3 separate regions of the Mus musculus genome follow, and regions 2 and 3 are each linked to region 1. Evidence: chromatin contacts called from public promoter capture Hi-C data. All regions are on one chromosome and are shown on one strand. The core of a region is the stretch at or near the end of the contact, and the rest is flanking DNA. Distances in the headings are between cores, read along the strand shown.

Region 1 (4,667 bases), core at 824-3,323:
CTCAGGATAAAATCTACACACTATAGCAAGGGCTATAAAGCTCTCCAAATATACTCTAGGCTGGTCTAGCCTAAGTATTATTAGCTACCTTCAATGGTACATGTTCCAGTCATTCAAAAACTGTGTTGTACTGAACAAACATGCTATGGCCTTAAACTTGAAGTTTTTTAGATAGGCTGTCTTCGCCTAAGACATTTTATGCCTCTTCTGCTCAGTCACTTAGCTCTTTGTCTTATTTCCCTACTTGATCGTATCCCTATCTCAGGAAACCTGCCTTCATCCCCAAGGGCAGAGCAGGCTGGAGATGCCCCTCTTGTATATACACTGTCTTTCTTCTCTTCCTGCTGCCACTCCTGGCTTACTTGTCTGTTTCCCCTAGAAACTCGGAGCAGGGCTGTGTCAGTTTTGTTAAACTCGACCCTTGTTGCCTAGCACAGTTTCTGGTTCAATAAACATTTTCTGAATGAAAGAGTCTAAGTGACAGTGGGTAAAAGCCAAACTGAGAAAGCATGAATTGTTTCATAAGCTGAGTAAATATGTAGATTTATAATTTATTTCAATGTTTACATCTTGAACATAGAATCCAACTCCTTCCCTTTCCATTTACTGAACCCAAGCTCCTAGGTTCCACCTCCCACCCCCAGTGAAGTTACCAGACCCCCAATTACTTTGGATGTCCACATCCCAATCAGACCCTCTTGTGGGATTTCCAGGCAGTGATTGTTACCCGTGGTCTCTGTCCCTGTGTACTTGGCTGCAGACTGCTGAGACTGCAGTCTGTGTCTAGTTCATTCCGTGTCCCCAGTGCTAAGCCTAACAAACGTTCATTAAACATTGCAAGCAAATATAGGGATGGGGGGGGCATACATTTAAAGATGTTCATTGAAGCAATGAAGATGCTACTGATGGAAGGAATGAGTCATTTTGAAGCTGGGATGAGGGAAAGCAGTACGAAGGGAAGGTGACACAAAGGAATGGGGTGACTGTTGCCAGGGGAAGTTAGTTCTAGGCAAGTGAGAAAAGGGATATTTGGGGAGCTTTGGAAGGGACTTGGGGACCTTCAGAGAGACAGAGAAAGCACATAGGTGGATGAAGGACCCTGGGAGCAGAGGAGTTTGGGGACAAATGAAACAAGAAAGGTAACTTCCCCCAGTGCCTGCTAAATTCAGATCTGAGAATATTTCATTCGGAAGGTTGGGGTAGAGGGGGATGATTACAACTCTTATTCATGCAGTCCAGAGAGCTTCTACCCTCACCGGCCCAGCCTCCTTCTTTTGCCTTTCTTTCCCTGGTTCCTGCCTCTCCCTCAGTACTGGCTCTGTAAACTGGAAAAGAAAGCTAGACCCTCTGACAAGAAGAGGTCCTTGCTTCCCAGCTGTGTGATGCTTAACTTGAGAATGATCTAGGTAGCTAATGGCAGGGCAAGTATGAGGCCAGGGCTCTGAAGCATGGTGTGAAGGTGTTGGAGTCAGGAGAGCTTGGGAGCCAGTGTGTGGAGGGGAGGGACCTAGGTGGGAGCTGAGGAAGTCCTATCAGGGTAAGCTATGGGCAGCTGACAGTGTAGAGGTCAAAGGGGTTCTCGAATAGTGCTGTGTGGTGCAGTGAGAAGGGCTTAGGGAGGCACCCACCTCTGGTCCCGGTTCCGCGGATACGAGGGGTCTCGCAGCTGAGGTTGCCGGCGCTACTGCTGTTGAGGAGGGAGACACCCGGGCGGCACAAAGAAGACCCTGACCCGGGTCCTGGTCCCTGCAAGCTGCGGTTCAGCTTGAGCAGATCCATGGCTCCTGTGAAGTCCCACTCAGCTCCAACTAAGCTAGCTCCAGCACCGGTTCCACCTGCTCCCGCGGCGCTGCTCGCTCAGGCTCCCGCCCACCACATCGCCAGCCCCTCCTAGTTTCCGCCCCCTGCCCTGGCCCCTACTCCTCCACTCTGCCACCAGCCTTCCCTTAGACCCAGCCGGTCCCAAGCTCTGGGCGGCTTTTGTCCCACCAGGTGACTCTTGGCGCGCCTCCTTGGCTCCAGAGTTCCGTGCGCGCGCTCCTGGGTGACTGCACTCCAGGCAGGCTCGCCCCCGCGCTAGGTTCTCCTTCTCTTAGAAATGTCTTTTCTGCCCACCTCTCATACCAATGTCCCCAGTTCTGGAAATTCGTGTGTGTGTGTGTGTGTGTGTTTACACGTGCGCCTGCTGGAGGGGATGGTGTGATGGGGTAGCTGCTGTGCGGTCCAGCATCTTTCTTTGGTGGTTTAGAAGACGTGGTGATGGCGGTGGTGATCCGGTTTGAGTCCCAGGGTCCCCGCTACAGAGCAGGTGCCTTAGTTTGTCTGGAGCCGCAGTTACCGAGTTCTGCCGCAGTGGCCGCAGTGATAACCACAGTATCAGCTACCTTAGCTCTTTCGTGAAGGCTAGCTTCTGCCTTTGTACATCCCACCTCCTATCTGAAACCCCAAACCCAGGCCTTTTCTTCAAAGACTCGGAGGGTCCTGGAGGGCCGCAGTTGCTCACAATGGAGACTGTACAAGGAAAAGGGCTAGAGTGGACTAGGGCACTGGGGGCGGCGGGGAATTGAGGTGAGAAATGCACTAAATGAACTGAGTTGAGGTGTGGTAAGGGTTCTAGTTCTGGCCCTGACTAGGGTGAAAGATAGGGAGCAGGCAGCTTGGTCATCTACCTAGTCTCTAGGCAGCGTCCACCCCCACCTGAAACGATGATGCTCCATTTGCCCTCAGCACGGATACAGCAAGGGAGTAGGGTGCTGGGTTCCCATGAGAGGGGATCAGAAAAGGACTGGGTCACTGGAGTGTGGCGGGGGCGGGGTAGGGGTTGGACAAAACTGAAGGCGCCAATGAAGTGGATTCCGCTTCCTGAGGCAGGACTGGCCTCCTCTACTTTGTGGCCTTGTTTCGACCAGTGTCATCCATTCCAAAGAAATTCTAGTGTGATGTGAAATATCTTTTGGGATCCCAAAGTGGCTGTCAGAGGTTGGGGGGGGGGGGTGGAGACAGAGGAAGAGAGAATTAGAGTGGGGGTGGGGTAGTCTAGATACATGGGGAATTCGGATTCAGTATCCTGACTGTTTTGGAAAGGACCTGATCAGTCAGCATTGAGTTCATAAGGACTGCAGAGCTGGAGGAGGGGCTAAGCCTGGGATGTCATCACCCCCTCCCTCCACTGTCACCTCTGCTTGTCTGAGAGCCCGGGATCAGAGGAACCTGGTGTTTGCTCAGCTCCAGCACAGGTGGCATCTCTGATAATCCGATGAGCTTTTCCCACATTGGATGACGGTAGCACTGAGAAACACGGGGACAAAGGGAATGTAGGGGGGAGAGAGAGGGACATGGATGTAGCTTACACTCACTTATCCAGAAAACTATGTATCCAGGTATTAATTATGGGACTTTTGTGCCACCCTTTCATGCAATGAGTCTGTCCATGAAGAACTCCCACTTAGAGGGGATTTTACCAAATAAGCCAGAGTTTGCAATACACAGTCCTACAAAAAATCATTAGGATGTGCACATTGAACAATTAGGAAATCAGGGCTGTATAGATGCTTCAGCTACTAAGAACTCTTGCTTCTTTTGCAGAGGATCTGGACTTGGTTCCCTAGCATTGACAAAGTGATTCTCAACTCCAGTTTGAACAGATCCATTTCTCTCTTCTGGCCTCTCTGGGTACCAGGCACTCATGTGGCACACATGCATCTGTGTAGACAAAACACTCATAACACATAAACACATAACATAAACATAAAAAGGAAACCTAAGAATCATCCTAACTCTTCTATGCTCTTCCACCACCGTAATAGATGTTGTGACACAAACCCCAGACTCCTTAAAAATGAAGGATTTATTGCCTAGCAGACGGCTCCCAACTATCAGTCCTGTTCAGCAGTTGCTAGAGCAGAGTAACAACTCCTTCAGAACCATGAACTCTTCCCAGGGTGTTATGCATCCAATGACTGATCAGCACAGAGGAATCAGCCCAGAATAATCCTCATCCCCCCCACCCCCCCAAGGACAATCTGTTCATAGCACTCCAGCTCCTCCTCTGAGGTTGGCTGAGGACTCTGTTGGGTCTGAGTTACTGCCCAGCCTCTCGCTTTACCCAGTCCTTGCTTTACCCGCTCTTGCACAGGTGTTGATTCCAGAGAACTCCTTAGTAAACACCCTCCCTGCACAGCATTCTCTGTTTTAGGATCTGCTTCCTGGGGAATTATAGCTATATCGCTCCCACATTCAAGCAATCGCAACGTCCTGTTGATTTTAGCTACTCAGTGAGTGTGCTTATATTCAAGTGTCTTGTGATTCAATCCCAGCTCCTAGGATGGCTAACACACTTTGCTGGTTATATCCAGTCCTCTATGGCAGAGTTCTATGTTCAGAATACCATTTGAATTACACCAACCCACCAATCTTTGCTCTTAGCAGAGAGGGAATCTTTCAGTTGGATCTATGAAGCCCTCATAGCCTGGCTTCTGCTAACTTTTTTTTTTTTTTGGTTTGTTTGTTTGTTTGTTTTTTTAAAGATTCTTTATTTATTATTATATGTAAGTACACTGTGGCTGTCTTCAGACACACCAGTAGTGAGTGTCAGATCTCATTATGGGTGGTTGTTGGGATTTGAACTCAGTACCTTCAGAAAAGCAGTCAGTGCTCTTAACCACTGA
Region 2 (4,667 bases), core at 1,048-3,547, 390 kb before region 1:
CAGGCACTCTGGAAATCAATCTGGTTGTTCCTCAGAATATTGGAAATATTTCTACCTGAAGACCCAGCTACACCACTATTGGGCACATACCCAAAAGATGCTCCAACACATAACAAGGACACATACTCCACTATCTTTATAGTAGCCTTACTTATAGTAGCCAGAAGCTGGAAACAACCCAGATGTCCCTCAACAGAGGAATGGATACAGAAAATGTGGTGCATTTATACAATGGAATACTACCCAGCTATTTAAAATGATGACTTCATGAATTTTTCAGGCAAATGGATGGAACTAGAAAATATCATCCTGAGTTAGGTAACCTAGACCCAAAAGAACATACATAGAAATGTGGGAACAAAACCACCCCACCTAGGGATCTATACCATCTACAGACACCAAACCCAAACACTATTGCTGATGCCAAGAACTGCTTGAAAAGAAAAGAAAAAAAAAAAAAAAAAAACAGAGTGCAGCGGGCTTGATGGCAGAGGCAAGAGGAAAGAGGAAAGAAGGCCAAATGCATGAATCAGTTCCTCTCTGACCTTGAAGGACTTTATAATTTCAGCAACAGGCAGTTCACCTCGCTAAGAATACAAGGAAATGAAGCAGGGAGGGGACAGAACACCAAGAAGAATGTAAGCCAAGTTGGAAACTGCTCATCACTATTTCCAGAGTGAAACACCATCTGAAGGGTTAGGTTGATTCCATCAAACTCTGGGTCCCTCTTTAGCGCTGAGCCACCTCAACTTCTTCATATTGTATATGATCATAAACTTATTTTTCTAAAATGAAACTATTTTAAAAATTACTCCTTTTCCATTTGAAATGTGTTATTTGTTCTGTCCTAGTAACTCCAACTGTGATGAATTCATTTTAAATAAGCCCTAATATGATCATCATTTTGTTAAATACTAGAGCTAGACTATATTTTCACCCAATTCCTCCCAGAAAACTGTTTTCAAAGAGCCATAAGGATGCTGAGCAATGGAAGGGAACACACACACACACAAACACACAGAACTTTTTTTTTAAGAAAAAGTATTCATCCACCCAGAGACCTAGGGAAGAACCAAACTGTAGTGCCGAAAATAAATAAAAAAAATTCAATGAGATGGTTCCTAGTGATATTCTGCTAGATTCATAGATTGGTGCCTAACTCAGTCGTCATCAGAGAGGCTGCCTCTTGCAGCTGATGGGAGATGTAGAGGCCCACTGACAAACATTAAGAGGAGAAAGAACCTGGGTTGGAGGCCTACATAAGGTCCCGCCCCTTGGAGCTCGGGAAACCCAGCAGAAGACAAGGAAGAATAATTGTGGGAGCCAGAGGGGTCGAACACAGGTGAGGACAGCCTGTAGAATCAACTGAGCAGGGCTTATGGAAGCTCAAAGAAGGGGCAATCATGGAGCCCTCAAGGTTCTGCCCTAGGTTGTCTGCAAATGTGTTATAGTTTGTTGGCTTGGTTTTTTGGGAGGACTCCTAATAGTGGGAGATGGGATGTCTCTGACTTTTTTGCCTGCTCTTGGGACTCTTTTCCTCCTAGTGAGTTTCCTTGTCCACACTTGATGTTAGGGTTTGTGCCTGGTTTTTGTTTTTTTGTTGGTTGTTGTTGTTGTTTGTTTGTTTTTTGCCCCACCCCCTTGTGCCTGGTTTTATTGTGCTTTGGTTGATGTCCCTAGGAGGTCTGCTCTTTTCTAGGGGGAGAAAGGGGAGAAAGGAGAGTGGGGGCTGGGAGGAGTGATGGGAGAGGAGGCTGCAGTCTGGGTATATTGTATGAGAAAAGAATAATTTTTTTTTTTTAAATGTCAGGTATTTGTCCATTACTTTAGCTTTTAGTGCTAACTTAGGTTTTTATTTATGTCAATAAAAGAACATAATACCTGCAGCTTTCCTGGACATAATTTATCTCACTATCACTAATAAAGACTGGGTTTAAACTGGCATCGTCACAAAACCAGCCAGGACTGCAACTCCTCAGGCAAGAGCGCCACATTCCACCACAGGCCCACCCCTCTGACGCAGTTCTCCTCAGGTACTCACTTTCCCGGCATGCTCCGCCCGGAAGGCGCCTCCTCCAAGAACGCCCCAGCCAGCCGACGCAGTGCAAGAGAAACCCGGCAGGGGGCGCCGAGATCCCAGTTCGCCACAGAGCACCGCAGACCTTGAGGCCCGCCCAGCTCGTCGCTCCAGAAACGTCAACACGTCGGGCCGCCCTCCCTCAGACTGCCAGCTAGGCAGGCTCTGATGCGCACGCGCAAACGCGGTAGCCACGCGCCGAGTTACTGCGCATGCGTCCTCTGAGACGTGCCTCCGCCCCTCTGCTCCCCCTCTCCCCGCGCGCGCACACACAGCTCGGAGTTTCCCTTTCCGGGCCCCCGAGAGGAGGGGCTGAGGTGAGAGCATGAGGTTGTCGCTGGCTGCCGCTATCTCCCACGGCCGCGTCTACCGCCGCCTGGGCCTGGGTCCGGAGTCCCGCATCCATCTGCTGCGGAACTTGCTCACGGGCCTAGTTCGCCACGAACGCATCGAGGCGACATGGGCACGCGCGGACGAGATGAGGGGCTACGCGGAGAAGGTGAGAGCCAAGCTATTCACCGCCGGGTCCAGCCTCAGACCGCCGCTCTGGCCGTGTGTGGGGAGTAGGGCCACGCTGGGAGAACTTTCCACGGTAGCGAATTCCCGTGTGGCACTCAGCTGAACGCGTCACTCCTGCGCAGCAAATGGAAGGCTGGTTGGGGCTCCGAAGGAAGGAGCGCCCAGAATTAGCTTAGCTGGTGGGATGGTTGGATGAAGGTAAGACAGAAGAGTAAGGTGGGCGCCTCGGTTCTTGACTCGTCTTGCATCCATGTGTTTTGTCCTCACAGCTCATCGATTATGGAAAGCTGGGCGACACCAACGAACGAGCCATGCGTATGGCTGACTTCTGGCTCACAGTGAGTGCTCCCTACCTGCTAGTGAGGAAGGAATCCTTAGAGAACCGGGTACCTGGCAGATTGAAGGCAGGGCATTCTTTTATGTACCAGACTTGCGAACTACCTTAGACACGTATTTCTCTTATTTGACTTGGGTAAAATGAGCATCCGCATAACTTCCTGTAAGTGTTTCTGTGTAACTTGGTACCTGAATGGGTGGTGGGAAAGCCTGTGAAGATGGTTTTGAACCCTACCTCTGGGAATAATCTATAGTTAAATGCCTCTACAGTTGTGACTATTTTTTCTGATTAACTCTCCCCATCTAGGAGAAGGACTTGATCCCAAAGCTGTTTAAAGTGCTAGCGCCTCGGTTCCAAGGTCAGAATGGGAACTACACAAGAATGCTACAGATCCCGAATCGGAAGGAGCAAGATCGGGCCAAGATGGCGGTGATAGAATATAAAGGGAACTACCTCCCTCCCCTGCCTCTGCCTCACAGAGACAGCAACCTTACTCTCCTAAACCAGCTGCTCCTGGGACTGCAGCAGGACCTGCACCATAACCAGGACGCAAGCCTCCACAGCTCCTGTACAGTTCAAACACCAAAGACTTAACTGGAGCTGGAGAGTGGTGCATAGGTGTGGTGCCCGTGTTCGTGGGTCTTGGAGCTCGTGTAGTGTGTGAGGCCTGGAAGTAGCATTGTAAAGCCCCCTCATAATGAGACCCAGACCTCCCTGCTGACTCACACGATCCTCTTTGCACAGAAGATAAAAGTCTTAATATGAATATAAGATATTGACTTTCTTGTCCTTCCCTAGGATTTATGGAAAGTAAGAGGCATCCAGATGCTCAGCCTCCTAAGACAGTAAATTCACAACTTAGGTTCTAAATTCTAGGTCTAGTTTTGCTTGTTTGTTGGAGGGGAGGGGATCTTGCTGTGTAATCCAGACTATATCCACCATGCAGCAGTCCTCCTGTCCCTGTGTTCCCAAGTGTTCACCACCACACAGTGCCAGTTTGCTTTGGTTTTGTTTTTTCTGAGACAGTTTCTTTGACTGTCTTAGAACTCTGTTTGTAGACCAGGTTGGCCTTGAACTAAGCGATCCACCTGCCTCTGCCTCCTCAGTACTAGGATTAAAGGTATGGGGCACTACCTCCTGGCTCAGTTTGCTTATCTCAACACTAATTTAGATGGGCCCTGTACCTCTTGATTCCAAACCATCTTCCTATGGTGACTGGCTGACGTCCAGCATAGAGACCCACCGTTGGAATTCCTTTTTTGCTTTTATAAGTTATACATGAGAATCTTTATGAATCCTATGAGACTAGGTTTCACCTTGGCATCTTCATACATATCTACCAATGTCTTTTGACCATGCTTACCACCACATGCATGCACCCTATTGTCCTGCCTATTTCAACTAGTCCCCCTTCCACTTGATGTCTTTTTATGTGTGTGATTATGTCCTGGCGAGTTTCATTAGTCCTGCTTACAGGAGCATGTGTGTGTCTTACCAATGGCTGTACCACTGTCTGTCCATCCACAAAGGAGGGTGCAGCCGCCTGAGCTTCTAACCCCCTTCTTAACAGGATTTTGACAGGCTACTATGAGAGCAAGCATTCAGTCCCAAGAGATTGCTTCCTGATAACTAGCTGTGTGAGCCTCTGTACAGGAATCTTCAAATAACATGGTACCCCTAAAACTGAGAATTGTTTCTAGGCAAGGTCACATTTGTTTCACTCAATGTCTGAAT
Region 3 (4,667 bases), core at 578-3,077, 310 kb before region 1:
TGTTGCTTCTGTTATCAGCCAGTATTTCAGAAAGTGTTCATAGTATCTGTTTCCTCACCTCCCATTCACTTTTCTCCCTGAGAAGCCTGCCATCTCTAGCGTGTAGATTATGTCTGATTCAAAGACTCTAGCAGCAACCACAAGTGGTTCCTTATGTGAAGGAACCCACTGTAATGCACTTTCCTGTTACTGTTCTGCAATAGCATTCAAAAGATCAAATTCATCCTAAATGTAAGTGAAATGAGACTTTTTAAATGCTCATCCATGCTCTTTAACTTCTCAGTAGCCTACAATTAACCACTCTTCTTTTATTAAAACATCCATTCTCTAATCTTAATCCATTTCTTATTTCTTATTCTGATGGTTGTTCCCTGTCAGCCAGGCTTCTCAACCTCTGCCTTTATTTTCTACTCTTCTAAGGTACTACATTCCACATTATAGAGTCTTCAGATACCATTTAAATGCTATTTGTGGCATCTTGGTCTCCCAATCCGACCTCCTGAACTTTAAATCTGCATGACTAACAACCTGCCAAGCGTTTCCAAGTCACTGTAGTGTCACCAAAACTGTGGCCAGTCCATAATGGAACCTCAGCAACTGCCAAGTATCCAAGTACCCAAACCTCCTTTTAAACCCCAGGTCATCTTTGACAACCCCTTCACATCCCATACCAACTCAATTACTTCATCCTTATGATTTTAGGGCTCTCACCCCAACCCTGTCTCAATTCTTGTATCCAAAACATCACTTTAAGGCAATTGCGTCCAGGGTGACGCCTGACAAATGGGTACTCTCATCACTACATAAGCTTCAGAACTTTAGACCTCTAATATCCTTTCCCACTTCTACCCAACGCTCTAGGGCGCAGAAACTCATCCTCCAGCTACATGTAATTCCAGACAATTTTCTGGCACTCAGGTCTGCCTCTGACATGAGTTCATAGAGGCTGCAAAGTTCCCGGGAACCGGATTGTGAAACTTAGTTTAAAAAAAAAAAAAAAAAAAACAAACCCAACTCCGACAGCTTCCTCTGTGTAGACGTTCCTCCATCAACAGGCTTTGCTTACTACTACTACTCCTTACACTGGATAGCAAAGTCAGCCGCCCCCGCCAGACATGAGCACCCCGAGTAGCGGAGAGAGGACTTGTAGCCGTCTCACTCGCCAACGCTTCAGCTCACCCCTGATTGAGGTCGTTCTCTGTGTTGTCCAGCCACAAGCGCACCGCCACCGCGTTGCCCTCCCGGCACTGAGTGAAAATGTCGTCCATAGCAGCGTCCCGGCACAGAGACCCCGGGACTGGGGAAGCCTCGGGGGACTGAGGGAGAACAGAGACAAGAGAATGACTCTCTGTGTGAGTTCCCTCAGGACAGAGGTGTCAGTGCTGGGATGGGGAGCGTCGCGAGAGGGACAGTGGTTGTCTATGAAGGGCTTCGGGCAGCGGACGACCCCTTGGCTCGAGGAGCAGGAGGGTCTGGGGGTGTAGGGTAGACTTTGCTAGTTTCCCGAGTTGGTGTCAGCCGGCTCTGAGCCCCGGCCCTCGAGCAAGGCTTGGGGGTGGGGGAAGGGACCCAAGCTGCAAACACCCGGGGGAGGGGACAGGGGTCCTTGCCCGGCGGCCCCGGCTCAGAACTGCTGCAGAGATCGCAGAGACGGGTTTGCAAGACAGCGTGGGGTAGGGCGCGGAGCTACCCACACTCACCGGGACTCGGGCCGCAGGCGCCTTCTCCGGGGGAACTCCCGTCCGGCCGCGCCCGCCGCCCGGCCCCGCCCCGGCCCGCCCCGGCCAGCTCGGGCCAGCGCGGGCCGCGGTCCCTCCCTTCCGACCTCCTACTGCCTCTCTAGCTCGCCAGCGGCTACGCTCTATGGTGCTCTGCTCCGCGAAGGCCGCTCTAGCTACCACAGAATTTCACTCGGTGGCTTCCGGCCCGGTTTGGTCCGACTCCAGCCCTAGGATTCCCTGACGCGCGCTGCACGTGGGCCAGAGCGTAGGCTCCTCCGGCCCTGCGGGCTACGGGTGGTATGTTCGAAGAGCCCGAATGGGTGGAGGCGGCCCCAGCCATCGTGGGCCTAGGGGCCGCGACAGCACAGGTTAGGCCGGCGACTGCCCCGCCAGTCAAGGTGAGCGGCCCTGCACTGGGCTGTTTGAAGGAGGTGAAGCCTACCCTCCGGGGGTCGTATTGGTTAGAGGGAGAGCCTGAATGCTATCGTGGATCGGGGTGGTGAGGGAGTTAGTTATGATCTGAAGATCCGGATAGTCCAAATAGGAATGCGGGATTCGGAGCGTGGAGCGTGGAGCGCAGAGCTTGAAAAGTTTAAGTTTTTTGTACACTAAGGGTAGAAATCAGTAGAGTTGTTTTAGCAGTGGAGTGGCTTCTCCAAGTTTTCTCTCACCTGGCATCACTTTATATACTGAGGATCGATTCCAGGGCTTCAGCGTGGTAGATAAGCATTTATTACTGAGCTGAATCCGTAGTCTTGAAAGGATTTTTAGAGGATTTTTAGTGGCAGTGTAGAAAGTATATTAGAGTAAAGGCAAGTGACTGGGAGGTTATCAGAATTACTATTCAAAAGAGGCTCAAGGTAAGGGTCTAGCTGAGGACAAGCAGCAGGACTTGAACCCCAAATCAGCTTCACGGAAAGCAGGCCTTTTCCTTTGAACCTCATCAGATATGAGGGTTTCAGTATCCCCTTGGGGTGTTCCTGACCTTCAGTTAGCCCAGGATGTTCTGCTCATTTCTGTAGTCCATTTCTGCTTGTCTGTGTGCAGCTTCTCTCTACTGCAGTTAGGAACTTTTTTTTTTTTTTTTTTTTTTTTCGAGACAGGGTTTCTCTGTGTAGCCCTGGCTGTCCTGGAACTCACTCTGTAGACCAGTCTGGCCTCGAACTCAGAAATCCGCTTGCCTCTGCCTCCCAAGTGCTGGGATTAAAGGTGTGTACCACCACTGCTGGCCAGTTAGGAACATTTTTAATAGACATGTGTGACACTGCCCTTCCTGTTTCAAAACAAAAAAAACAAACAAACAAAAAACCCTCTGCTGCTCCTAGAATGCTGTCAGTGGGAGGCAAAGATGGCTGCTGTCTTGCCTTGGTCCTGTTGTTTGTGTGCTTATCACATTCCTCTAAGGAAATCAACAGGCAATCCTTTACACGCTTAGAAAAGTAGGATGGGAACACTTTCTGCCCTCCAGTTTCCCAGAGGGTGGGATTGCAGCCTGAATGTTCTGGGCTTGGCTGACTTCACAGCAAACTTGTTAACTTTGGATGGGAAGAACGACCAGTAGCTGAAGCCCATCTCTCCTTTCTTAGTCTCCAGGCCTCGTCCATTCTCACACACACTCTCATCCCTTGTTTGCCTCCAGGGACGCAAGCGCCGCCATCTCTTGGCCACATTACGGGCTCTGGAAGCAGCATCTCTCTCCCAACAAACCCCCAGCCTACCTGGCAGTGACTCTGAGGAGGAGGAGGAGGTAGGAAGGAAGAAGAGACACCTCCAAAGGCCCTCACTTGCCAGCGTCTCAAAGGAAGTAGGGAAGAAAAGAAAAGGGAAATGTCAGAAACAGGCGCCATCCATCAGTGACTCTGAGGGGAAAGAAATAAGAAGAAAATGCCACAGACAAGCTCCTCCTCTTGGTGGGGTCTCTGCTGGAGAAGAAAAAGGAAAGAGAAAATGCCAGGAATATTCCTCTTTACACCTAACCCAGCCCCTGGACAGTGTTGACCAAACAGGTATCAGTATGTGTGAATATGGGGGTGGGGAGGCTGTGAACTGACTGCATAGATGATAAAGGTCTTTCTTTCTCTTACATAAACACACACGCACGCACACGGGTTGGATGGTAAGAGGCACTTTTATCCAGGCTACAGACTCTGTCTTAAGGACAAGGGAGTAGCCAGGATGACTTGCTATGCCTCTGAATTTAGGGGACCAAACCTCAAATGCCTTCTCATCTCCCTCTCTGCAGTTCACAATTCCAGGACGAGTACTGCTACAATTGACCCATCCAAGCCAAGCCCTGAGTCTATGTCACCTAACTCCTCACACACCCTGAGCCGCAAGCAGTGGCGGAACCGGCAGAAAAATAAGCGGAGACACAAGAACAAATTTCGGCCACTCCAGACACCAGAGCAGGCTCCTCCCAAGGCTTCCATAGAGGAGACTGAGGTGCCTCCTGTCCCAAAGTCAGATAGTCAAGAGTCTAGAGCTGGAGCCCTGCGAGCACGCATGACACAACGCCTGGATGGGGCCCGATTTCGCTACCTTAATGAACAGTTGTACTCAGGGCCCAGCAGTGCTGCCCGACGCCTATTCCAGGAAGACCCTGAGGCTTTTCTCCTTTATCACCGTGGCTTCCAGAGACAAGTAAAGAAGTGGCCACTGCACCCAGTGGACCGTATTGCCAAAGATCTCCGCCAGAAGTAATGGGGGTGAGGGGTGCTATGCACTATGAGAGGGGTGGTGTTGGTGATCAAGACTTTGACCAGACCAGTAAGTGGCCCTCTCCTCCCTTCCACTCCCAGGCCTGCATCCTTAGTGGTAGCTGACTTTGGCTGTGGAGATTGCCGCCTAGCTTCAAGTGTCCGGAACCCTGTGCACTGTTTTGATTTGGCTTCTCTGGACCCCAGGGTCACAGTATGTGACATGGCCCAGGTAAGCCCCTCTGTGTGT

What was found. Capture Hi-C pulls out chosen DNA fragments and counts their contacts.
Region 2: a promoter capture Hi-C map of liver shows a contact between it and region 1. The contact joins the promoter of Mrpl17 here to the promoter of Cckbr in region 1. A contact is called at or near these places in 1 of 39 promoter capture datasets (pre-B cells), 1 of 484 Hi-C or Micro-C datasets (cortical glia) and 1 of 9 other capture datasets (liver).
Region 3: a contact with region 1 is called in a promoter capture Hi-C map of pancreatic islet. The contact joins the promoter of Ilk here to the promoter of Cckbr in region 1. A contact is called at or near these places in 3 of 39 promoter capture datasets (cranial neural crest, pre-B cells and second pharyngeal arch cranial neural crest), 1 of 484 Hi-C or Micro-C datasets (olfactory sensory neurons) and 3 of 9 other capture datasets (adipose tissue, liver and pancreatic islet).

The regions. Positions count from the first base shown.
Region 1 is chr7:105,423,137-105,427,803 of GRCm38.p6, reverse strand. Cckbr (cholecystokinin B receptor) reads right to left here and starts at 2,073. Exons shown (of 5, transcript NM_007627.5): 1 at 1,629-2,073. The coding sequence starts at 1,779.
Region 2 is chr7:105,808,717-105,813,383 of GRCm38.p6, reverse strand. It overlaps Mrpl17 (mitochondrial ribosomal protein L17), which reads left to right and starts at 2,297. Exons shown (of 3, transcript NM_025301.2): 1 at 2,297-2,576; 2 at 2,866-2,934; 3 at 3,240-4,667. The coding sequence starts at 2,403. The coding sequence ends at 3,527.
Region 3 is chr7:105,733,750-105,738,416 of GRCm38.p6, reverse strand. It overlaps Ilk (integrin linked kinase), which reads right to left and starts at 1,827. Exons shown (of 13, transcript NM_001161724.1): 1 at 1,701-1,827; 2 at 1,180-1,316. The coding sequence starts at 1,268. It overlaps Rrp8 (ribosomal RNA processing 8, methyltransferase, homolog (yeast)), which reads left to right and starts at 1,833. Exons shown (of 7, transcript NM_025897.2): 1 at 1,833-2,119; 2 at 3,361-3,727; 3 at 3,964-4,417; 4 at 4,520-4,649. The coding sequence starts at 2,021.